Regions from separate parts of the Zea mays genome. Here region 2 is linked to region 1. A link is a contact called in public Hi-C data. All regions are on one chromosome and are shown on one strand. The core of a region is the stretch at or near the end of the contact, and the rest is flanking DNA. Distances in the headings are between cores, read along the strand shown. Region 1 holds the start of LOC103635523 (chaperone protein dnaJ 49). Region 2 holds the start of LOC103635529 (DUF21 domain-containing protein At4g14240).

Region 1 (4,478 bases), core at 769-3,268:
TGTTTAGAGTTGATTTTTGCAGGATTATCTATTCACCCCCTCAAGGTGCTCTCAGCTCCGTACCCGTAGCACCCTACATATCTAGAGTATAATGTATTATTTGTTCAAATCGAAATTCTAGAAACAAAGTTGTCCACTTGGTAGTTCAGAAATTCGAGTCTGATAGTTGGGAATCGCAACATAATTAGCTTTCTTGTGTAAGTAACTTAAGTAAAAATACATTTGTTGACACTCTATTCTTTGATGAGGTATTAACTATCATTTTGTCTACGCATTGTATGCGATAGTTGGAGGTTAGGCTTGGTGGTAATCTTTGATTTCTTCTTCCATTTTTGCAGTTGTGTTTGATGTGCAAGACATGACATGATACTATCCACATGAAACTTGCAGGACAGGATTGCACAATGGGGTACAAACAATTTTCCTATTGTATTGCTGTTTTTTTGCTAGGGCACAAAGTCATTGACTTGTGTTTTATCTGTATGATAAATTCATAGATGGCCTATGTTGGTGCTAATGACACTAGGGCTGCAGGGATGGGTGCCGGATTGGTTGTAGGGATGGGTGCTGGTATAGATGTCTAATGATGTTGATGACCGACGTATGATGGGTGTTGTTGGTATAGACAACATATGGATGACATATGGTGGTAGATCCAAGCCTCCTCTTCCGTCGGATGCATCAAGCACTATTTATATTGATGACTTACCTGCAAACTGCACACGACAGGAGGTTTCATATATCGTTCTGTAAAATATTAGTACTATTCTCTGCTAAACATTTTTCTAAATTTGTCTTATCTTTGAACATTTTGTTGAGCTCATTTAAATGTCGTGTTGTACTGTTGGTTTTGCCTTTGTTGAGAGACTTATGATATTGTATTTCTTTTTTTCTTTACCTTTGTGGAAAAGTAACTCACTAGCGAATACACAGCTAGCTCGAATGCCCACCAAGAAACCGTTAGTATCTAAACGTGCTGCTTCGCTTCATTTGTGATGTGCAGCTGTTGGGGACTTGTTCTCAAATGCTATGAATTAAGAACAAGGCAACATAAAATGTTAAATGTCAATATCCTTCGCCCTTCGAAGCATTATTTCCCTAAGGATATAATGATTTTCGGACGAAGGTTATGAAGGACGTACCTTCATCAGCATAAAATATAATAATGAAGAAGAGATCATATGAATCATATAAGTTAACATGAACGGTTATGAATTATTGACAACTCATTTCTATTTTATTATGATGACGGAATAGAAATGATGTCAAATTACAAATGTACCTTCGGATCGCGAGAAGGTAAAAGTACAAGTGTGACGCAAAAGCCAATGTCAAATCAGCGTGAACAGTACGGGGATACTGTTCGCCTATTTATAGGCACGGGTCGCAGCCCATGCAAAATTACATTAATGCCCTTTACATTTATCAATAACTCTATAATAATTTTTCGAGGTTTAATCTGGTTTTTCATCTTTAAGTCGGTTTCTTTTCCTGCCGTTCTCCCGAAGCTCTTCTACACACAGCTTCGGCTCTGCGTAAACCTTCGTGTTCCTTGTGCTTCGTCCTACCGTGGCTCTGATCCAAGTCCGAAGATACCTGTTAATGTACTTTACTCCAAAAACATTGTTAAATCATACTTTTGAGGACCTTCGGAAGCCGAAGGCCCCCAACAACAGCCATTTTTTATTGGCTCAAACCACTATGTATTATTGTAAATGTTTGAAATGTGTTCCTTCAATTAATCCAATTAAATAAGATTTATCGATATAATATTTAAAAATCGTAGCAACGCACGGTCAATTGACTAGTTTCTACAATTAATCCAATTAAGTAAAATTTATCTATATGATATATAAAAATCGTAGCAACGCACGGTCACTTCTAGTTTTTAGTAATACGTGACATGTTTTGCGATTTTTTAATCCCGTTTTAAAAATTTGGCGGTCTACGATTTGTTGCACGGTCCGTTGTGGTTGTAGTGTCTACTGTCTAATCTCGAAAAGGCCCACTCCCGATTCTAAAATATGGAAAAGCCGAGGGGCTTAGCAGAAAATGCAGCGCCATATCCGTGCAGTCTACTCCATTTTTGTTCCCCTCTCCGGTGGCGGCCTAGCGGGGGTGTGGTCTTCCTCGCGTCGCCTCCCCTCGCTCTCATCCGGTGAGCCCCTCCGATCCACCGGTCTCAATCAGCCCCAGCTTTCAAATTTGGAAGTTTCCTCTTAGAATTCGGTCAACGCGCCCGGTTCCCCTTTCGAGTTCGAGGTGTCACGACACATCGAGGTTTAGGAAAGGATTGTTTATGATGGCATCGCCTGTTTCTTGCATGTTGTTTTCCTGTTTAGATGATGCGGAGGGCCGAGTTGGTGTCAGGGTGAGATCTGTCTGCGTGGATAGGAGCTGTTTATGTTGTTGCTTGGGAGTCGTGTGTGGGTCGGACATCCACAGTTGGAAATGTTGAAATCTTCATCCATGTAGATCACTAGATGTTGATTTCATGGGAGTTGATGAAACAGAAGTAACTTCTTTTTTTGTGATAGTTATAATATTTTATTTTTCATGTTTGTTGCTTCCATGATACATTCCACCAAATCCATATATTTCTTGTGAGTTCAGGTCTTCTAGGCTTGTTGGGTATTTTACGTTCTAATTACTTACAACTGGTAAAGAAGTTTAAATTCTTCACCGTCTCTTTCAAAAGGCAGTGAACTCCATTCGAAGAGCTCAAGGTGTCTCCTTGTTGGTGTAGTTCTGAATTGATCAGGCGGTAGTTCTGTTTTGTTTATGACATGCATAACTCATGTGGCTATAGAGGATCCGTCTAATATTTAGCCCCCCTTTGGAACGCCAGAAATTTTCGTGTTCCTTGCTTTTTTCCTGTGAAATGAACCGATTTCTGTGAAATTCCTGTGATGTTTTTGTACTCTTTGCCTACAACTTGTTTATGACTACTAGATTTCTAAGCTGAGATTTAGATATCACTTCACTTCATCTCATGGAAATTGGTGTTTGTTAGCCAGTTTTATTACATGATAGTTTGCTTTGTTTTGTTAATCCAGTATTCTTGTTTCACAGGTCATCAGTTTGAGGTTTCAACCTATTTCACCAGAGCTGATTGGACTCATGGATGGGAACAAAGATGAGGCATTGAGATCTGTCAAGCTTGCAAAATCTGCATTTGCATCTGGGGATAGGCAGCGCGCAGAAAAATTAATTAAAATTGCTCAAAGATTGGACCCTGGTCTTCCACTTGATGATTTGCTGAGCCCAGTTGAGAAGGTTGGCATCCTGAATATTTCTACTTGCAAAGACAAGACTGAAAGAGGACAAGCTCTTTTATACCCAAAAACAACAAAAGAATCTGTTGGTCCTTTAAATGTTGATAAGGCTTACACTGAGGAGAATATTAGAGTGGTTCAGGATATCAGGAAAAAGAAGGATTACTATGCAGTTCTCGGAGTAGAGAGAAGATGCACTGTGGAGGAAATTAGGAAGGCATACAGGAGGTTATCACTGAAGGTTCATCCTGACAAGAACAAGGTTCCTGGGGCAGAAGATGCTTTCAAGATGGTAAGCAAGGCTTTCAAGTGCCTAAGCAATGATCAGTCGCGGAGGACTTATGATCAGACAGGCACCACTGAGGACCATGAATTCAATGAGCAATATCCCAATGTCATGAGGCGGGGAGCTGCTAGGCGGAGAAGGCCAGCAAGAAGTGGCTTCTATAACTATGAAGAAGATTTTGATCCAGATGAGATATTCAGGTCCTTTTATGGCACCCATGATAATATGTTCCATCCCCAGTATACCTACAGGGCTAGGGGAACAGGCAGGCAACAGCAACAGAGAAGGGAGCATTCAGTGGAGGGTGGTTCCAGCATAAATCTAACAGTGTTTATTCACCTTGTAGTAGTACTGTTTATTGTTTCGCTTGCATTTATTCCAGCGCGTCAAGCTGAGTATTCGCTGCAACAGACAAATTACTTCCCCATTTCAAAGGTCACTCAAAAACAAGGAGTGGAGTACTTCGTCAGCAAACAAGATTTTGATCAGCAGTTTCCACAGGGTAGTCAGTCTAGAGAGAATCTTGAACGGCATGTTCTGATGGACTATAAGAGTATGCTTGGAAGATATTGCCATGTGGAACTCCAACGTCGTCAATGGGCCAAGGACTACCCTACACCTCGCTGTGACAAGCTAAGGGAGCTGTCTGTGGCGCAGAATGTGCATATGCCATCAGTTTGATCTCCCGTTTTCATCATGGAAGAATATTGCTCATATTTGCAGGTATTATTCAGTTTTTCCTGAACACGATTAAGAAAAACTCAAACCTAAATAATAGCCAAGCCTTAACCAAACAGGTTATGAAAACTCCTGAAATTCGCTTCACCCTATAGGACAGCACCGTAACCTGGGACTGTGACAACCTTCTGCACTATTGACCACTGCAACTACCGCTGCTAGGAGGGCCAAACCACCGC
Region 2 (4,494 bases), core at 1,612-4,111, 160 kb after region 1:
TGTTTAAAACCAACAAATAACCTTTCATTTTACTGTTAGTGTGACAAATCATTGTTGCTCCATCCAATTCAGCAACCTCAAACACCATGGAGTCCATTGCGACAATGTGGTCTCAGAAACGACCTAATACTTGCAAGAGCCAAGAATGTCATGTCGTGCTTGGGCTGTAGCCTTGGCCCGTAGTGCTGGCCTAGCCCAACACGATTATATTTTTTTATTTTACAAAAAATGTATCAACATATATACAATTTATATTCAATATTAAAAACATTTAAGCATGATGTTCTAGTGGTTAGACAGCTTCACCGTCTCCTGCCCTTTTCCCATCAGGGCATGAGTTTGAACCCCACCTCCTGCATCGTTTTTTAACATTTTACGCTGATTTAATCAAATGGGTCGACGGGCTAACGAGTCGGCCTGACACAATCAGCAGGACAGCATGACGTGCCTGGGCCACGGGCGTCTGGCCCGTGCCGGGCCGCCGTTTGGCCATCGATATGTGAAGGTGTGTTTTGGGACGTGGATGTTGGTTGCGCGGACCGGATGGGCGTGCAACGGGTTAATTTGAAATAGCTGTGAGGGATTATTTGTAAAAAGATGACGCGGGATGACCGTTGAAACTGGTGCTTAAAGTATAGTAGAGAAGTAGAGATTACTTATTGGATCGAGAGCTGTTAGTGTAGAAGATTAATCAAAACTAGGTAACAGCTCTAGTTTACATTTGATAAATGTCAAATTAAATGTTTTAGTTCATATTCGTATAACGTAAACATGATAACTTCTCAATCGTAGCTTTGATCTCGACGTTTCTTTTTCTCGTGTGACCGTAGAAGCGAGCTCTATTTCGCATTGCTTGTTTTTATAATATTTTTCCTTGTATAGTTTGTTGTTCCTTTCTATTTCAAAAATGTTGAATGTATGTTCGCACTCGCCTAGATAACGTTCCGTCCGTGAAGTCCGAGAAAGTTGCAGGAGAAAGCAACATCTGCTTGGTGGAGGCAAGTGTCCTCTGAACTATTATGTCGTATTTACTTTATAATTCAATGTCCCGCATACTATGGTCAACCTAATGATTGACTAGCTTTCTATTTATCATGTGCTTTATTACCTTTTTGGGTTGGGCTATTATGATCAGCTACATGCCAGTGCTTTACTTTAATCAACGAACATGATGAGAATTAATTTATGATACGATGATTCATTCTGATTATGATTATGAGCTTGTGGCATTTTAGGGGGCTCGTGCTATTTTCCGAGTACCTCTTCCGTAAGGATCTGTTCGTTGATAGACCACCCGAGACAAAAGTACAACCATGAGCGTGGTATGGGACACCCTTAGCTTATTAATTGGAGGAATCTAGGGGTGTAGTTTGCTTCGCCGTTGTGCCATCAATGGGGGCTGGGGCATAATGGTTGCTCTGTTAAGGGTGGTTGTCGAGATTCATTCGATTTGGTTTTGTTAGTCACCCGCCTTAGGGAGGAGTACTGTGTTTGTATAACTAGCAAAACCTAACGGGCGGCTACACACCGAGAGAATCTTTGTAAAGGCTACGTAGCGAGTCCCTAGCCATTCACCTCGGTAGTGAAGATCGGGTCTTGCAACCCTAGCCTGGAAAGGGATCACGACTCATGGGTAAAGTGTGTGACCTCTACAGAGGGTTAGAAACTGGTATGCCAGCCGTGCTCACAGCTAAGAGCAGCCTTGAGATTCTCTTTGATTAGAGATACTCTAGACACATTTATGTTGATGGTTTAGTGATGATGGCTATACTTATAATTTATGGTACTTTCCTCTTTGAGGAGGTGCATTCTTTTGGGATATCAACTTGGGTTCTATGATTAAACTTGACTTCTACTAATGATAAATACCTAAATACCTGACCAATTAAAAGCAACTTCTTTGAGCTAATCTCCACATACAGCTAGTCCTCTTCAACCAAATGAGACATTTGCTCAGTACATTGTTATGTACTCACCCTTACTTAAATACCAAACACAAGGTTGTCCACATTGTAACCATTGCTCAGGAGAAGATGAAGGCAACACACAGGATTTTAGGAGTTTCAGGACTTTGAGGAGTTCTAGACTAGACTAGCGGCAAACCCCCAGTCAACTGCCTGTGAAGATCTTATCTCTACTACGTTTCATTTAGCACTTTGATTTCTGTTTAAGTTAATGACTATATGGATGTTTCAGACATCATGATGTAATAAAACAATACTTCTTTACGCTATTATTTGAGCATTGTGTGATGATGTCCAGTTATGTAATCGCTGTGTACGTGAATTTCTGATCTTGTCACGTATATGATTCGTATTCGGTTTAACTTTCAAAGTCGGGTGTGACAGTAGGTCACCCGAGACATCCACAAACGACATAGAGTCGCCTAAAAATTAAGAGATCAACTCGATAAAGAGTCTCTTGGATTGACAACCAGATCTTGCACCTAGGAGAGGTAAGATCCTAGAGTCGTCTTGGTGTCGACATACCACACAAGACAGATCTTGACGATGTAGAGTCGAATATGAGTGAAGGTTGATATGCGGAAAACTATAACTAGTACTATATTACATCTACTAATAAGACAATAATAACAAAGAAAATAATTGGTTCGATTCAAATGTGTTCGTGAGTTTTCAATCGATCGTACTCCTTCGTATATATAGGAGAGGTCTGAACCTGTTTATAGGCGATAGCTCACAAATATCATACGATTAGACGAATAACAACATACAACGTAAGAATAATCGTTAGAGATAATCTAATCGCGGGGACACATATCGTTTGAGTTCTAAAGACAGAGTCCGTCACTTTTTAATGTTTAACCAATGCATTGTCGCGGACACATCATTTTTATGAATCTAAGCCATCATAAAAGCCTACTTTTCCCATGCCTCTTTCGTAAACTCGAACGCAGCTGTGCCATTGCGAGCACGATTGCGTCCAAACTCGGAATGGCAACCCCCTAGCCGTCCGATCGACCGCCAGCCCCGAGTCCGATCGACCGCGGTCTGCGCCATCTTGTCCTCTTCCTCCCTTCCTGGACGGCTGGAGCTGGACCTGCTTTATTGATTATTGGGTGCCCACGCATCGGGCCGTGGGAGGCGGGCTCTGTTTCAGCCTCGTCAGCCGTGGGCGATGGCGGCGGCGGCTGGGAAGGCGCGGGCGGTGAGCCTGGCCGCGGCGGTGCGTGTGGTGGCGGCGACGGCGCGGCCGGCGTCTAGCGCAGCCGCGGCGGCGGGAGTGGGTGCGATGGCATTGATCGTGCAGGGGGAGGACACGGCCTTCGGGTCTCTGGAGTGGTGGGCGTACGCGGGCATCTCCTGCTTTCTCGTGCTCTTCGCAGGGATCATGTCCGGGCTCACACTTGGACTCATGTCGCTCGGCCTCGTCGAGCTGGAGATCCTCCAACGCAGCGGCACCGACGTCGAAAAGGCTCAGGCTGGTCCGATCCGAACCCCTATCCATTCCCTGCTCTCGTTGTGCTCGATCTGGTTATGAGCGGGTTTGTTATATTGGTAGTGGGGACTGGGGATCACACTGTTGTGGCTTGTTAGTTGTTACATTAGGGAATGGAGATTAGAGCGTCATATACTCTATGGTATTCTCAAGTTTCTCTGCAATTTTGAACATTAGAGCGTCTCTGGTGTATGCGGTGATTTTTTTCTGGCACCTATCGGAAGTCTACTATATTTTGTAGGTAGCGGTAATGACAGTGAGGATAAAATGTGATGGTAATATTGACATATTATTTACATGCAGAAGTGTTTGGAAAGGAAAGTAGAACGATCCAAAAAGGTTATAGTCAGGAATAAGAAAAAGCAGTGTGGATGGGATTCATTCTTTTCTAAGGTTCACCTCGTACTGGTGATATATGCAATGACACATCAGACAAGTGGAAGTGGAAGTAGTATGCAATGGACAATCATAAAAAGTGATCACTCTGGAGTTTCCTGGATCTACCATGTTTGTTTACTAGGGTAGCATGCACTTTTGGTTTTGTCTTACCTGATAATCTTCAGAGCTGCTCTATTACTGAAGGAAATGGCATATCTGGACACCTCAGATCTTTATCAGTTCATCAAATGCATATGGTAGCAATGTTAAATTTTAATATGGCAGCAATTCTGCTTAGTTACTTTGAGTGCCTATACACTGCCTCTTTCAGCATCTCTGGCAATAATTCTGCTTGGTCACTTTGACTGGCTACACGTTGCCTCTTTTAGCATCCCTCTTTAGTTAACAGCAGTTTATTGCTGTTGCCCTGTTGAAGACCAGCTCAATTGTTGTATTTTCCCTTTGACTGATGGTTCTGCTGCCCCTCATGTTTTGTTAATATTTGCCTTGTTTGCTGCAGCTGCCATCCTTCCGGTTGTTCAAAGGCAACACCAGCTTCTTGTCACCCTGTTGTTGTGTAATGCTGTTGCCATGGAGGTAGAGTATTTAGATTACAATCATATCAATTATCACACTATTTTGTACTCTAGAAGTGTA

What was found. Hi-C and Micro-C count contacts between places; a contact is called where the count stands out from the background.
Region 2: a contact with region 1 is called in a Hi-C map of tassel, with 2.5 times the contacts expected there. The contact joins the promoter of LOC103635529 here to the promoter of LOC103635523 in region 1. A contact is called at or near these places in 3 of 25 Hi-C or Micro-C datasets (ear, leaf and tassel).

What each region holds. Positions count from the first base shown.
Region 1 is chr8:89,300,072-89,304,549 of Zm-B73-REFERENCE-NAM-5.0, forward strand. LOC103635523 (chaperone protein dnaJ 49) reads left to right here and starts at 2,019. Exons shown (of 4, transcript XR_557424.4): 1 at 2,019-2,158; 2 at 3,073-4,284; 3 at 4,400-4,478.
Region 2 is chr8:89,457,122-89,461,615 of Zm-B73-REFERENCE-NAM-5.0, forward strand. LOC103635529 (DUF21 domain-containing protein At4g14240) reads left to right here and starts at 2,862. Exons shown (of 13, transcript XM_008657959.1): 1 at 2,862-3,445; 2 at 4,358-4,434. The coding sequence starts at 3,139. LOC118473117 (a long non-coding RNA gene) reads right to left here. Exons shown (of 3, transcript XR_004851988.1): 3 at 4,441-4,494.